Linked DNA regions of Mus musculus: region 2 is linked to region 1. The links are chromatin contacts, called in public Hi-C maps. All regions are on one chromosome and are shown on one strand. Each heading gives the region's core, a stretch centred on a gene start, on an enhancer-like site or on the middle of the called end of the contact. The rest is flanking DNA. Distances are from core to core; before and after follow the strand shown. Region 1 holds the start of Laptm4a (lysosomal-associated protein transmembrane 4A). Region 2 holds the start of Itgb1bp1 (integrin beta 1 binding protein 1).

Region 1 (2,700 bases), core at 181-2,680:
ATAGTGAGCTGGAGGCTAGGTTGCGATCATGTCATAAAACAAAAATAGAAAGGAAAAGAGAAAGAACGGGGAAGGGAAATTGAGACTATGAATTAAAGAGGGGCTGGGAAGATAACTCAGTGGTTAAGAACACTTGAGGACCTGGGTTTGGTTCCGAGTACCAACATGGAGGCTTACAACCAGTCGTAACAACAGTTCCTGAGAATCCAACACCCTTTTCTGGCCTCCAGTGGGCACTTTACCCACTGAGCCATCTCCTTATGCCCAGTCCATGTTCTTAACAGACATATATAGTATATTTTCATTAATAAACTTCTAGCATTGTCTACTGGCTTCAATTATGGTAGGCAAAACACTCATATACATAAAACACAGTCTTCTAAAAAACCAAGTGTTTTCTGCTCTTTCAGATGCCTAGAGTTCAGTTCCCAGGACCCACATCAGGCAGCCTGCAATTTCAGCTCCAGGGGGATCTTATGTCTGCTTCTGGCTTCCTCTAGCGACTGCTACACATGTAGCGTTTTTTCACTCACACACATATTCTAGGAACCTTAAAGACCCACAAATCCTGCATCCCCCTCATTTGCTTCCTCATACACTAGGCTAGCTGGCCAGAGAGCTTGCAGGGATGTCTCCTCACTCAAGACATCTGTCTGGCTGTAACAGCTGGGTTTTACAGAAAGGTAAAGCCACAGCGTCTGGTTTTCCATGAATCCTCACGATTGCTTTGCAAGCACTTTACCCACTTACCACCTCTTCATATATACTATATTTTCATTAATAAAATTCTAGCATTGTCTACTGGCTTAAATTATGGTAAAGGCATGGATTTTGTCCTGACATCTCTTCCCTTCCTCTTTCCAAAATACTTTTGAGGTTCTTTGAAATTATTCAGTGTTTATTTGATTATGCCTATTATCCACAGCTGCACACTATGGTACAGTTTCATTCCTTCTCAAGGTAGCTACAAGCCTTGTTTGTTTGTTTGTTTGTTTTTGAGACAGGGTTTCTCTGCATAGCCCAGGCTGGCCTTGAACTCAGAAATCCACCTGCCTCTGCCTCCCAAGTGCTGGGATTAAAGGCGTGCGCCACCACAGCCCGGCTGATAGCCACAAATCTTAAAACAAATACAAAATAAATTCAGTCAAAAACTTGACTCAGTTAATGAGGATCATAAGATGTTAGAAGGAACTATAGAGTGAATATAAAGCACCCATTGTTGAAGTAAAAATGATAACTGAATCACCCAACTTATGTCAAATGGCTTTCTCTGAGAAGAGGTATGAGTCAGTGAGTCTCGTGTAACATGCTGTAGAAATGTCCAGCATCCCACAGAAAGTTGAGGCTCACTCTGGCATCAGAGCATGCAGAAAAGTGTGGCTTGTTTCTCACTTAAGACACACTCTCTCATTCTCTATTTTTTTTTTTTTTTTTTGCTTGTTTTTCTGGCCTATTTCAATGTCCTTCACAATCTTTCTCTTCAAGAAGAAAAAAAAAATCACTATTATCTGTATAAACTCAACAGCTAAGCGGTTTCTCCACTTTATCATGCTGTCATTTTCCTTAATCCCTTGGCCTTTGGCAGAGTCCAGTGGTATTTATTGGCTCCCTCTAAGTAGGCTTCAGAGAGATGGGGGAAGGACAGAAATCCAATCCTTTAGCCTACTTGCGAGCCCTCCTTTCTGGTCTGAGCCTAGAGGGCCACGCCAGAATGGTAGCCACGCCCCTTCCCGCAGGCACGCCCCGACAGGCCCAACAATAGAGCACGAATACGTCACGTGGGCCTCGCAGTGACAAAGACAACGTGGCGAAAGACAGCGCCAAAAATCTCCGTGCCCGCTGTCTGCCACCAACTCCGTCTTGTTTCACCCTTCTCCTCCTTGCGGAGCTCGTCTGGGAGACGGTGAATTACCGAGTTACCCTCAATTCCTACAGCCCCCGACAGCGAGCCCAGCCACGCGCACCGCGGTCAAACAGCGCCGGAGAGAGTTGAACTTTTGATTGGGCGTGATCTGTTTCAATCTCCACATCTTCTCCAATCAGAAGCCAGGTAGCCCGGCCTTCCGCTCTTCGTTGGTCTGTATGTGGCAGAAGGCGGAGGGAGAGATTCCGAGCCGACGTCCCGCGAGAGCGGCGCCGGGCGCCCAGAGCGCAGGCGCACAGGAGTTGGCAAGGGCCCGGGCCGAGGGCGGGCCAGAAGACGCGTCCTTTGGCTGTGGACACCGTCGTAGAGTCGTCTGGGTTGAACCGCTGGGCCGAAAGCTTTTGTCAGGGGCCTGGGCGAGAACGAGGCCCGCGAGGTTCCGGATGGTGTCCATGACTTTCAAACGGAGCCGCAGCGACCGGTTCTACAGCACCCGGTGCTGCGGCTGTTGCCATGTCCGCACCGGGACGATCATCCTGGGGACCTGGTACATGGTAAGGGCTGGCTGGCAGGGCCGCTCCACCAGGCCAGTGCGCCTGCGCGACAAGTGGGCCTGGTGGGCAGGGGGCGGGGACGTGAAAGTTGTTGGGGCGCTACTTTTCGGGGTGCTTTTAACTGTGAACTGAGGCTTTACGAGATGGGGCTCCCCAGGATTTGGGAGGGGATGGGAATAGGATCGTCATTTCGGGTTCGGGAAGTGCGCAACCCTCATCCCGCCCCACCCCCCCATCGAAACAATTATTGTCCCGCAGTTATGCAGCCAGTTCGGACGTTTT
Region 2 (2,700 bases), core at 180-2,679, about 12 Mb after region 1:
TGGCTCAGCGGGTAAGAGCACTGACTGCTCTTCCCGAAGGTCCTGAGTTCAATTCCCAGCAACCACATGGTGGCTCACAACCACCCGTGATGAGGTCTGGCGCCCTCTTCTGGTGCATCTGAAGACAGCTACGGTGTACTTACATATAATAATAAATAAATCTTTAAAAAAAAAAAAGAAGGAGGAGGAGGAGGAGGAGGAGGAAAAGAAGATAACAATGATTTCTTTCAAACACAGATCAGAGCTCAGTATTATTAGGCCGTTGTTCACCGGTGTCCTACTAAGATTTGACTACTAAGATTTGACTAAGGAAGGTCAAATCCCTCCAGCAAGAACCCACCCAGGGCTCTCCAACCACTCTCTCTCAAGCTTGTCTTCAACAATGAGCTACACATCTCTCAGGAACGCAAAGCCACTTTGGTTCTGAGCGGTTCTAAGCTCCTGTATGTTCTTATACTATCTAACTTTCCCTCCCACAGAACTCTCATTTTGTAAGTTCCTTGGCAACTACTTGCCTCGCACAACTTATTTCGGGCCTTTTAAAGAAAGCCTTCCTTGGACTTTCAGGTTGGACTAAAAGACATCAGATCACAGCATTAAAATGTCATCTTCTTCTTTAAACTCCCACTCCCTCAACTAACTAGTGCAAGGCGAGGCTGAATTGGTTCTCAGTAGATAGACAGTATAGCGGAAGAGGACTCGTTACAGGGTTCTGACAATTGCCCTAGGAGGTGATATCCAATAACGTCGCCAAGATGCTCCAGAAACCGCTAGCCCTCACTCTGGCCCATCTGGAGCAGCCGGTCCCTAGGGTCATCGGAGCCTTCCGAGCAGTGAGAACGCCCAGCTGCATTCACGTGAGTCAACCAAGCCAGAGATTCAATAACTTGTCCCACATCACAAAGTTTACTTGGGGACCCCGACAAGATCAGGCTTCCAAAGCTCTGCACACATGCCTCGCACAAGTGAGGATGTAGACAGCTAACTCCAACCCCACCTGGGTGCAGCAACAAGCAGAGGGAGGCCTCAGGGTCTTGCGGAGCCTGGTCCCCGGGGAGGCAGGCGGTAGACCTGTCACGGGAACGCGGGTCCCTCCCTGACCGGGCGCCGAGCTCCTCTTCCTTTCCCCGGTTTGCACTCTGTCGGTGCCTCAGCCTCGGGACGTGGAGGGAATGGGAGGACGGCGGGCTGCGGGGTACTCCCCACACACCCGCACCCTCTGGCCCGGCTGAGGCGAGGCCCGGTTCTCACCTCGCCTCCTCGGCTCGTTCCCCGGTCGCCCCGGTCTCGCGGGGTGTGGGATGGTCCAGCGGCGGCGGCCGGTAGGTTATTCCAGTTCGTATTCCAGCTCCGGCTTTGCCAGTTTTCCTGCCCTGGTCCGCTGGGCCACGCCCCTATCATGCGCAGGCGCAGTCTTTAGGCCGCGCCTCCAGTTCCTTAACCGCACCTCCGGGAACCTAAAGAACCTCGTTCTCGAACCGGAAGTTGGAGGGCCGAATCTAGCTCCGGGAACGCTAGAGCGCCGGAAGTTGTGTGTTGGTGGTGGGGGTTTTTTCTTCTTTGGTTTGCAGTAGCTGTGCTTTGAATTTAGAGACTGCGGCGACGAGTTCGTGGTCCACGCTGCTCCTGAGACTGCCAGGATGTCTGCGATTCCTGCAGAGGAGAGCGACCAGCTGCTGATCCGACCCCTGTAAGGGATGCGCTAGAGAGGGAGCGAGCCCCCCTCCCCGTATGTGTGAGAGCCTGGAGGGACCCCCGCGGAGGCAGCTGCGGGTCCAGCCTCTCAGGTTCAAGGGATTTGGAGAACATTGATCGATGGGCTATCTAGGTTGAATGTCATTTTTCCTTCAGTCTCGGGGAGGGTATTTTGGGGAAAAAAAATCCAGGTCATTGGGTGTTTTCATAAAGAAAGGGTTGCCAATTAACACAAGTCTGGATCTCGTACATCAGAGCAAGCCTTGAGGGAACCGACAGATAGAGGACACTGCAAGGAAGAACTGCATCTGCCTCCTTTCCAGGACCCTACACGTGCTCAGATGGGCGGGGAAATTAAAGACGTGGTGTATGTACTTTGAGAGCTCAGACCTTAGCAGAAGGTAGGAGGAAATTGGAGAGGGGAAAGCTGAGGCGTTTCCGCGAGAAATTAAGAGCTAAATCACCATAAAAGATTGGTTTTAGTGGAAATGGCGTTCTGGAATATTTTGTAGAGAATTGCCTCACACATTTAAAGGTGCAGAACGTACTGGATGAGCGGTGAGACTCATCCAATACACGTGGTTGTTGTTCAGCATGAGACACTATTTGGCACCACATGAATGTGTACATTTTCAAAGGCCGGAAACTATCTCCTTTACCCACTCATAAAGTAAGATTTACTGAGCACTTACCAATGAATGTACCCAAGTGATGCTGTCATCTCCCTATATACACTAAGCAAATATCAAACAAAATCACCAGGCATGGGCTGAGTTCATTGATTTCACGCCTTTGGTGAAATTGTAAAGTGGGGAGTGCTGGAATGAGTTTGTGAAAATAGACAGCTACGTTGGTGTCAGACCTGAAACCCAGTCTTCCTGTTTAATACGGAAGTAGCCTCAATGAACCCACTTCCTCATGTGGAAAAAAGCACTCACTGTGAGGAGTGCTTGCTCTTGGGCAGTGCAGTGATACCAGTGACCGTGCTCAGTGCTCATTTTGACA

The links. A called contact is a pair of places that touch in the nucleus more often than the background predicts.
Region 2: a contact with region 1 is called in a Hi-C map of CD4 T cells, with 13 times the contacts expected there. The contact joins the promoter of Itgb1bp1 here to the promoter of Laptm4a in region 1.

Annotation. Positions count from the first base shown.
Region 1 is chr12:8,919,877-8,922,576 of GRCm38.p6, forward strand. It overlaps Laptm4a (lysosomal-associated protein transmembrane 4A), which reads left to right and starts at 1,431. Exons shown (of 7, transcript NM_008640.2): 1 at 1,431-2,418. The coding sequence starts at 2,083.
Region 2 is chr12:21,284,855-21,287,554 of GRCm38.p6, forward strand. It overlaps Itgb1bp1 (integrin beta 1 binding protein 1), which reads right to left and starts at 1,430. Exons shown (of 7, transcript NM_008403.5): 1 at 1,252-1,430. It overlaps Cpsf3 (cleavage and polyadenylation specificity factor 3), which reads left to right and starts at 1,443. Exons shown (of 18, transcript NM_018813.3): 1 at 1,443-1,690. The coding sequence starts at 1,641.